2 separate regions of the Triticum aestivum genome follow, and region 2 is linked to region 1. The links are chromatin contacts, called in public Hi-C maps. All regions are on one chromosome and are shown on one strand. Each heading gives the region's core, a stretch centred on a gene start, on an enhancer-like site or on the middle of the called end of the contact. The rest is flanking DNA. Distances are from core to core; before and after follow the strand shown. Region 1 holds the start of LOC123092455. Region 2 holds the start of LOC123092456 (phosphoinositide phosphatase SAC8).

Region 1 (4,087 bases), core at 625-3,124:
TGTACTTGATGAGATATTGTTTCGGCTATTTATAGTTTATCTAAGCTTGTGAATTTTGAAGATTTAATCAGCAAATCATTGAACACTTGTCTTGCATTATATGTGCGGCAAAAGAATCGTGGAACTAGAAGCACTTAATTAGTATAGCAAATGAAAAAGCTTGACCCAAAATGAAAGTTTTTTTAGCGCATGTTATTGCTGTGAAGATGGTGCTTTGTCTAGGTTGTGTTATAAGTATGACGCCTCAACTGAAAGTAACCATACATTATAGAAGTATGTATTTTATGATAAATCTACTAATATTTTTTTAAGATCTAGAAGTATCATTTTGATATTCTATATATTAACATTTTTTCTTTGTAGATGGTCAAAGTGAGAAATGTTTGAGTAAAGAAAACCCTAAAAAGACATATACTTTGGATCACATATAGTGTGAACCAATTCTCTTTTACCATGTAATGATAAGAGAGCATCACACGAGTGTGCAGCTAGCCTGCCCGTCCGCGTTCGAGTCTTGGCTCCTGTGTGATGCTCAAGGTTGCCTCTTATATATATTAATAAAATACCTTTTTTATTCTCTTTCACCATGTGATAATAGAGCATCGTGCGAGTGTGCAGCCAGCCCCCCCTCCCCCGTTCGAGTCCTGGCTTATGCATGGTGCTCAAGGTTGCCTCTTCTATTAAAAAATAATGGTATTTTTATTCTCTTTCAAACAAGGTAGCCTCTTATATTAATAAAAAACTTCTTTTTTGTTCTCTTTCACCATGTGGTAAGAGAGCATCGTGCGAATGTGCAGCCAGCCCGCCTACCTGGGTTCGAGTCTTTGCTCATGCATGGTCCTCAAGGTTGCCTCTTCTATTTAAAAAATATATTTTTTATTCTCTTTCACCATTTGATAAAAAAGCAACGTGTGAGTGTGCGGCCAGCCCGACCGCGTTCGAGTCTTGGCTCCCGCATGGTGCTCAATGTTTCCTCTTCTGTTTTAGAAAAAAATGACTTCTTTTATTCTCTTTCGCCATGTTCCCCGATGAAGTTCATGGCCACATTGGCAATTCGTCGTAGACAGAGAGGAGCGAGCTGATATGATGCCCGTTCGAGCCCAGACAGAGATGGGATGGTCAAGGTGGTGGTCCTTCTCCTTCCTCTCTCTCTCTGTCCAAAAAAAAAGGACGGTCCTTCACCATTTAGGGGTTCACAGCAGCGGTGGGCGCACTCACGTGTTGCACACCTGCATATCTTTAGCGATTCTCCAAGTAAAGACAAGGCTGCAGCTAAGATCAGGTACTGTTCGCTCCGAGCTGTGCGCAGCTCATTTCTTTTCTTTTCTCCCAAGGCAGATGCTATATTGGCTGTGTCTCACGCCTACCCACGGCCTATATTATTGCTTAACACTAATTTGATTATGAGATATTTTAAGGAGTTAACAACAATTTGAGATCTTGTGAGCTCCATCACGGCCATTCACACGCCCTTGCCGCAGTGGCGGGACAAAGACAAGTGGAAACGCAAGGACGGACGGGGCGACCTTAAACCCTTGCAAGGCCGCAGTAAACATCACATGCAATGCATTCCCAAATATCTCAATTTTTACTCCCGAGATCAAAACACAGTAAAGGTCCTCATCTACCTGCCAAAACGGAAGGAAACGGAATCACTACTACCGCTGACCTACAACCAAAACCACCACTTTGTTTTCTGGCAAGTATTACATTCTCACGAACCTCATTAATTGCCGAGACTCAAATAGCAGATCAAGGGCGGATTTTCTTACCCTAAGTGAATTACCGGGCGATTAACGCCGGCGTTAATTACTCAATACTACTAGCAGCACCGGCCGAGTGCTGTAAAAATAACCTCTCCATTAAACCCGTCCCCTCCTCCTCCCCTGTATCCACCTCCGCCCCGCCCCCCTGGATTCCGCCTCCTCCCCCTCCCCCAACCACCTCCGCCGCCGCCGCCGCGGCCCGGCTCTCCAATCCGAGGCCATCCGTCGCCGCTCGCGGCGCCGCAATGCCGCGGGGGGCCGTGAAGCGGAGGCGCGAGCCGTCCCCTGTCGCCGCCGCGGGGGAGCGGAAGCTTCTTCCAGGCGAGCACGTCGAGGTCAGCGCCGTCGAAATCCGCACCGCCGTCATCGCCGGGCGGGCTACGCATTGCTCCCGCGCGGCTGGCTCGCCTGGGTTTGACTTCCCGTGTTTCCCCTGTAGTCTAGTCTAGTGTGGTTGGCTCTGAACAGAGGCCCACTGCACCTTCATCAGATGACTTGTGCTAATGTGGTTAGTTCCGGTAGAACGCGCCGGTGATTGTTGTTTTGCGCGATAATCGTGTGCAGCTGGGAGCGATTGAGTTGGCATCCATCTAAACGATCTAAGACTGTCGGCAGAAATAGCATGTTTGGGTTAATCTGCGATGAAGTTCTTGTCAAACAATGGCATTAGTCAGTGCATGGTTGCGCTTGCATGTCTGCCTGTCGCCTAATTAGTCTGCCGAGTTATTTTGCTTGCATCTCATCTACCTGATGCAGTGACATGGTAAAAGATCTTTGCTTTGTTGGTACCCTTGTGGAAAATTGTTTGGAATCATGGGTTCTTGGTTGGTACTCGACTGACTGAATGTTATTATTGGCCTCTCATCCAAGTGTCACTTTGCAGTAGCATTTTTCTTGATTGTTTTGCTGTCTTGCGCACACACAATTACCCTTCATTGTTGAGTGCTAGTGCTTGGAATGTGTAGCATTGTATTGGTTTAGTAGGAACACAAAAGAAAAATAGGAAGTGAGCCAGTCGTCTCTGTTTCGCTCGCACCTAATGAGTTTACTTGTCCATGAACCATGGTCAACCAATGGCATCATCTATAAAATCTCCTCCCCACGGCTTCATTGTTATCATTTATCACCACCACTGATGCGTGTTGGAAATGTTGCTATCCTTTCTTTTTTGCAATCTCACTACAAAAACTCTCATACTTGTGAATGGGAGTAGATTCACTGATATATTTCTCTTCTGCAGGTCATTAGTTTTGATCCAGGGCTATGCGGATCATGGCATCAGGCTGTTGTCATTGAAATTTTGGACAACTTCCGCTCTGTAAGATACATTGATTTTGTTGATGACAGTGGTAGCGGGTCACCTCTTGTTGAGCAAGTTGAGGTGTCAGATGCTATCGATGGCAAGTCAAGTGCGGCTCGGGGATCCACTCGTGGAAAAGTAAGACCGGTGCATCCACATCAACCGCTGCAGGTATCTGATGCAAGCTATGGACTGTGGGTTGATGCACTAGTGGAAGGATCCTATTGGGAAGGTGTCATTGCTGATCACGCTGAAGGCTCCATGGAGAGGAAGGTCTTTTTTCCTGATGAAGGCGATGAACGCATTATGGCAGTCGATCAGCTACGCCGTACTCAGGACTGGGATGAAGTTACTGGAACATGGAAACCACGAGGAACCTGGTTGTTTCTCCAAATGCTGTTGTCACATGAAGAGAAAGATGGTTTACCTGTATCAGTCAGGCAGATATGGTATGACCTGAGGTCAAATCTTTCCTTGACGACAGAAGACAATACGTGGATGTGTGGAACAGAATCTTTTTGGGAGGGATCACTTGCAGCCCTTATTGCAGAATTACGGTCTGTATGTGACAAACATACCCAAGATGGAAATCAAATAGGAGACTCTTGTAGATCAGCAGAAACTTCAACATCTGCAGCCTTTCAAAATAAAAATGTCGAGTCAATTGTCTCGGATAAGCTGGATTCCGCATCAGCTGCTATCTGCCGGACCATGTTAGAATTCATCTCATACTATCGCAATAACGACAGGATTAGTGCTCGTGCCAAACGGGAGTCTGCAAAGCACCATCTTAAATCAGTAGGGTGGACCTTTGTAGACGATAGAGCTAAGAACAGATATTGTGTCTCACCTGATGGGAAGCGGTTTGCATCTTTTATAGCAGCATGTGAGGCTTACCTGGCACAGAAGGGTTGTCATACAAATAATTTGCTTTTACATAGTGTGACTCGAAATAATGAAGATTGCAGCTCAATTGGCACAGATCTTATCCTAAGGGAGAACAAACACCATAATAAGTTGA
Region 2 (4,087 bases), core at 647-3,146, 150 kb before region 1:
TTTCTATTTTTCAAACTTGGCATGTCAAAGTTAAACACACAAATAACTATCCCTAGCCACCTCTCCTCACCCTTTCAACCAAACAACAAAACATGGATATTCAACCAATCCAATCCCACCCAATCAAACAACGAAAAGTGGTTATCCCTAACCACCTGGTTGAGGATATCCTTAGCCAACCCAGCCTCGCCATCGAACCAAACGCCACCTTAACTCACATGGGGATGTATCATCATACTGTTAAAACACTGTATTACATCATTATGTGGAGTTAAAGTTAAAATTGGGAATTGGCACCATTTATGCGCGATATTATATTAGAACAGAGAATTTACTTTTAACAATGAAATAGATCAACCGTGGGATGTTTTGGCTTTTGTGGGATTTTCTAGCTAATGCTCCATCCGTTCCATAATGTAGTGCCTATAGATTTTTACAAAAGTCAAACATTACAAACTTTGACCATGTTTATAGAGAAAAGTAGGTACATCTAGAATACCAAATGCACATCATTGGATACATCGTGAGTTATATTTTCATAATGTACATGTTTGGTATTGTAGATGTAGACAATTTTCTCTATACACTTGGTCAAAGTTGGCAAAGTTTGACTTTCACAAAAATCTATAGGCACTACATTGTGGAATGGAGGGAGTATCATTTTTTCTAGATGACCTTTATGTACTTTTAGTTTTTATCAGAATAGGTGATCAAATATACTTCTTATCAGTTGAGTTTAAATAGCTACAAACTTTAAGAAGGTTTTATTCAATCATAGCAAGTGTCAGTAAATTATGGGAGTGCCATTTTTTTCTGAGAATTCTAGCATAATTTTCATTAGTTGTGATATATACCAAGATACAAGCAATATAGACTGTCAATCGGTTCCTTCTGTGAGGCACGGATTTCAATCTCGAAGTGCATGTAACACATAACAGATGTTCAATGGCTATGTATAATTCATATGATAGATGGCGATGTAAACAGCGATCATAACACAACTCTAGGGCATGAGTTTCATGACCATGTTTTTCTAAAATATTACTCCCAATATATCTCGGTTTAGGTTGATCTACATGTTCAGGAAAATTAGTCCTAGTGTGCATACATTGTCATCTTCTTTGATCTTGTTTGTGTAGGTTTGAGTCTCTCCTTAACAAAAGCTAAACACGAACCTTTCTTTAGGTTTGAGTCTTTCTTATATCGAAAACTTGAAAGCAGAGTTTAAATTTGATCTCTAACTGGTGCAGCAAGCTTTTTAGTGTGTTTGCTTTTGAGAGGGTGGTACATTTTCAACATGTCTTTCCAGGGAAGCTTTTCAATATGCAGAGGTACAGATACTATGCCAGATGGTCCAAGCATCCAATATGTGAAATCACACTGTAGTGAAATTTAATGATAACAGAGATTTATGGTTGGTTGCTTTTCTTTTTTTCTGTGATTTTTCTAGCATGTTTCTCTTCTTTCTGGTTAGCCCGTCATTTACTATAATTTATAATGGAGAGTGTTAGTCCTAGAGCTGCATAAGTTGTCATTATTTTGATCTTGTTTGCATAGGTTCGAGTCTCTCCTCAACAGAAGCTAAACACGAATCTTTCTTTAGGTTTGAGTGTTTCTCCTTTATTGAAAGCAAAGTTTGGACATGCCGGGCCCGTTTCAAGCAAACTTTAGAATTGATTCCTTCCACCTGTTTCTGCCCGTTTGAGCTTTTGATGAGATAGCTGGCCGGGTTGCTCAATGTTTGGAACAAAAAATCGAAAAAAAAAATGTAGTTTAGCTACTAGTAATATATGAATGAAAGGAGCTTTCTGAACACATTTCAGAGAAGGGTTCAGTTCTGGGGATAGTTCTTTTAATTGTTTCGGCGAGCTGACGGCACGGGCAAATGTTGACAGTTTGACTCACCGGCGAGCAACCTGATCATACCGGCCACTCCGTATATCTTGGAGACCTTACAGTCGCTCCCGGCTGCGGCTTCCTCTGCACGCGAGCAAACGAACAGGTAAGCAAAACACCCACTCACGAGCCGAACACGCGACACCAATCAAATCCAGGAGTGAGCCCACTGGAAATGCGCCGCCGGGAAGCTGCCGACGGTCTAGGGCGGGCGTGACCTGGGGAGAGGGGGCGGAGGGAGCCGTCGGAGCGGGCGACGGCGAAGGCGCCGCCGCCGTCGAGCGAGCGGAAGACGTAGCGGTCGCGGAACTCCCGCAGCTCGAGCTCCCGGCTGCAGGATCCCGGCCGCAGGGGCTCGTCGGCGAGCAACGGGGCCTCGTCGGCGTCGGTCGCCATCGGCGTGCGGGCTTGGGCTTGGCTCTGGGCTGGGCTGGACTGGTCTCTCGCCGGATCCGAAACGGGGAGAGAGGAGAGAGAGAGCGGGGGACAGGACAGGAGGGGTGATGACTCACGTGGCACTGCGTGTGGGCCAGCCTCGGATTTACTCAGTGGGGCCAGGGGTAGCTGACGGAAAGGGACCCGCGGGACGCGAGCTGCCACTACCAGGCGTTTCGCGGGGCGCCTGGCGGCTTCGGTGTGACTCGGTCTTTTTCCTCTTCGGAGGTGGAGACTGCGGGCGGGTGTGCGCGACCCGTTCCTGTCTCTGTTTCTGTTGCGGCGGGCCCCGGTTCGGATTCCCCAAAGCTCGTGGGTGCTTTCGTACCGAGTCGGATCTGGTTCAAATAGCCCACTACGGGTGGTACAACAAACTTTCAATCATAAATGAAGAGAGATCATTAGGCCAACTGCAGCGCACGACCCAAACGAACGTCCGTTTTATGCGGATTCTGTCCGTTTAGATAGGGCAATAGGATCGTGTCTGGGCCTGTCCTTAAATGCGGTGGCCGTGCGCCCAGCGCGCGGCCTCATCCTGTCTGTCACGGTCAAAAATGTCCATATAATCATATTTTAATATTCAAAACAAGTTTGCATGTTCAAATAAAAATAGTTTTACAACCCAGTCAAAATTGTCTCTAAATAAAATAGTTTTACAACCATATTGAAATTGTCTTGAATGAACCGATACATTTATTGGTTGTCAATGTGACTCCACACGTGCTCAATCAAGTCATTTTGAAGATCCAAATGAGTGTGCGAATCATGCATTTCATGATGAAATTGGGCAAACTGTTCAAACGTGGCCGGTTCTTGTTGCAGGGGCTCAATATTTTCATCTTGATAATCAAATCCTTGGTCGAAGATGCGGTCATCACGCTCATCGGGGTCTTCTCAACCAATCCCTAGAGAATCAACAAGTTTGATTGGCTAGGGAGAGAGAGATCGGGCGAAAATGAAGCTTGGAGCAACAATGAAATTTGGGGATGGAAGAGGTGAGTCTTCTTGGAGAAGAAGACCCCTTTATATAGTGGGGGACACATCCAACCGTTATGCAGCCCGCAGCCCGCATCTAGGCGGTACTACCGTTGCTGGAGCGGTAGTACCGCTGTGGCAAGCAGGCAAAAGGGCAACTAGGACCGAGGGAGAGGAAGTACATGCACTAGGGCGGTATTACCGCCGATAGGCGGTACTGCCGCTTCATACAGCCGCTGGAAAACAGGGGAGGGCAGCGAGTTGAGCGGCAGTGGAGCGGAAGTAGGAGCGGTACTACCACCGAGAGGCGGTACTACCGCGCCCTACTATCGTCCCTACTACCCCCCCTGCGTGGTCTTTTACGAAAACCCGACACGAAAAATCGAGACCACAGCAGGGGCAGTAGTACCAGCGGCACTAACAAGCGGTACTACCGCCGATAGGCGGTACTACCGCCCTGGCCGCGGTACTACCGCTTAGCACAAGGCACCCCTTGTTTTGCACAACACGGAAACTCCAACTAAGCGGGAAGAAAACTAGGGTGCAAGAAGAATGTGAACATGGTGATTCCACCCATACTCTTCCGAAACGGATTCCCTCTTGATAGTACGGTTATCCCTACGACTCAATTCCACCGGAAAAAAACGAAGGAGAATAATCCATCTAAAGTGAAGCCCCCGAGGGGTAACAATCGCATAGAGCCCTTATATTAGATCACCTGGAATGCTTAGTGCACATGATTAGTCCGCAAACGTATTGTCATCAATCACCAAAACTACTA

The links. Hi-C and Micro-C count contacts between places; a contact is called where the count stands out from the background.
Region 2: a contact with region 1 is called in a Hi-C map of leaf, with 4 times the contacts expected there. The contact joins the promoter of LOC123092456 here to the promoter of LOC123092455 in region 1. A contact is called at or near these places in 2 of 5 Hi-C or Micro-C datasets (both in leaf).

Annotation. Positions count from the first base shown.
Region 1 is chr4B:417,429,816-417,433,902 of IWGSC CS RefSeq v2.1, reverse strand. LOC123092455 reads left to right here and starts at 1,874. Exons shown (of 11, transcript XR_006444602.1): 1 at 1,874-2,101; 2 at 3,007-4,087.
Region 2 is chr4B:417,581,300-417,585,386 of IWGSC CS RefSeq v2.1, reverse strand. LOC123092456 (phosphoinositide phosphatase SAC8) reads right to left here and starts at 1,896. Exons shown (of 16, transcript XM_044514239.1): 1 at 1-1,896.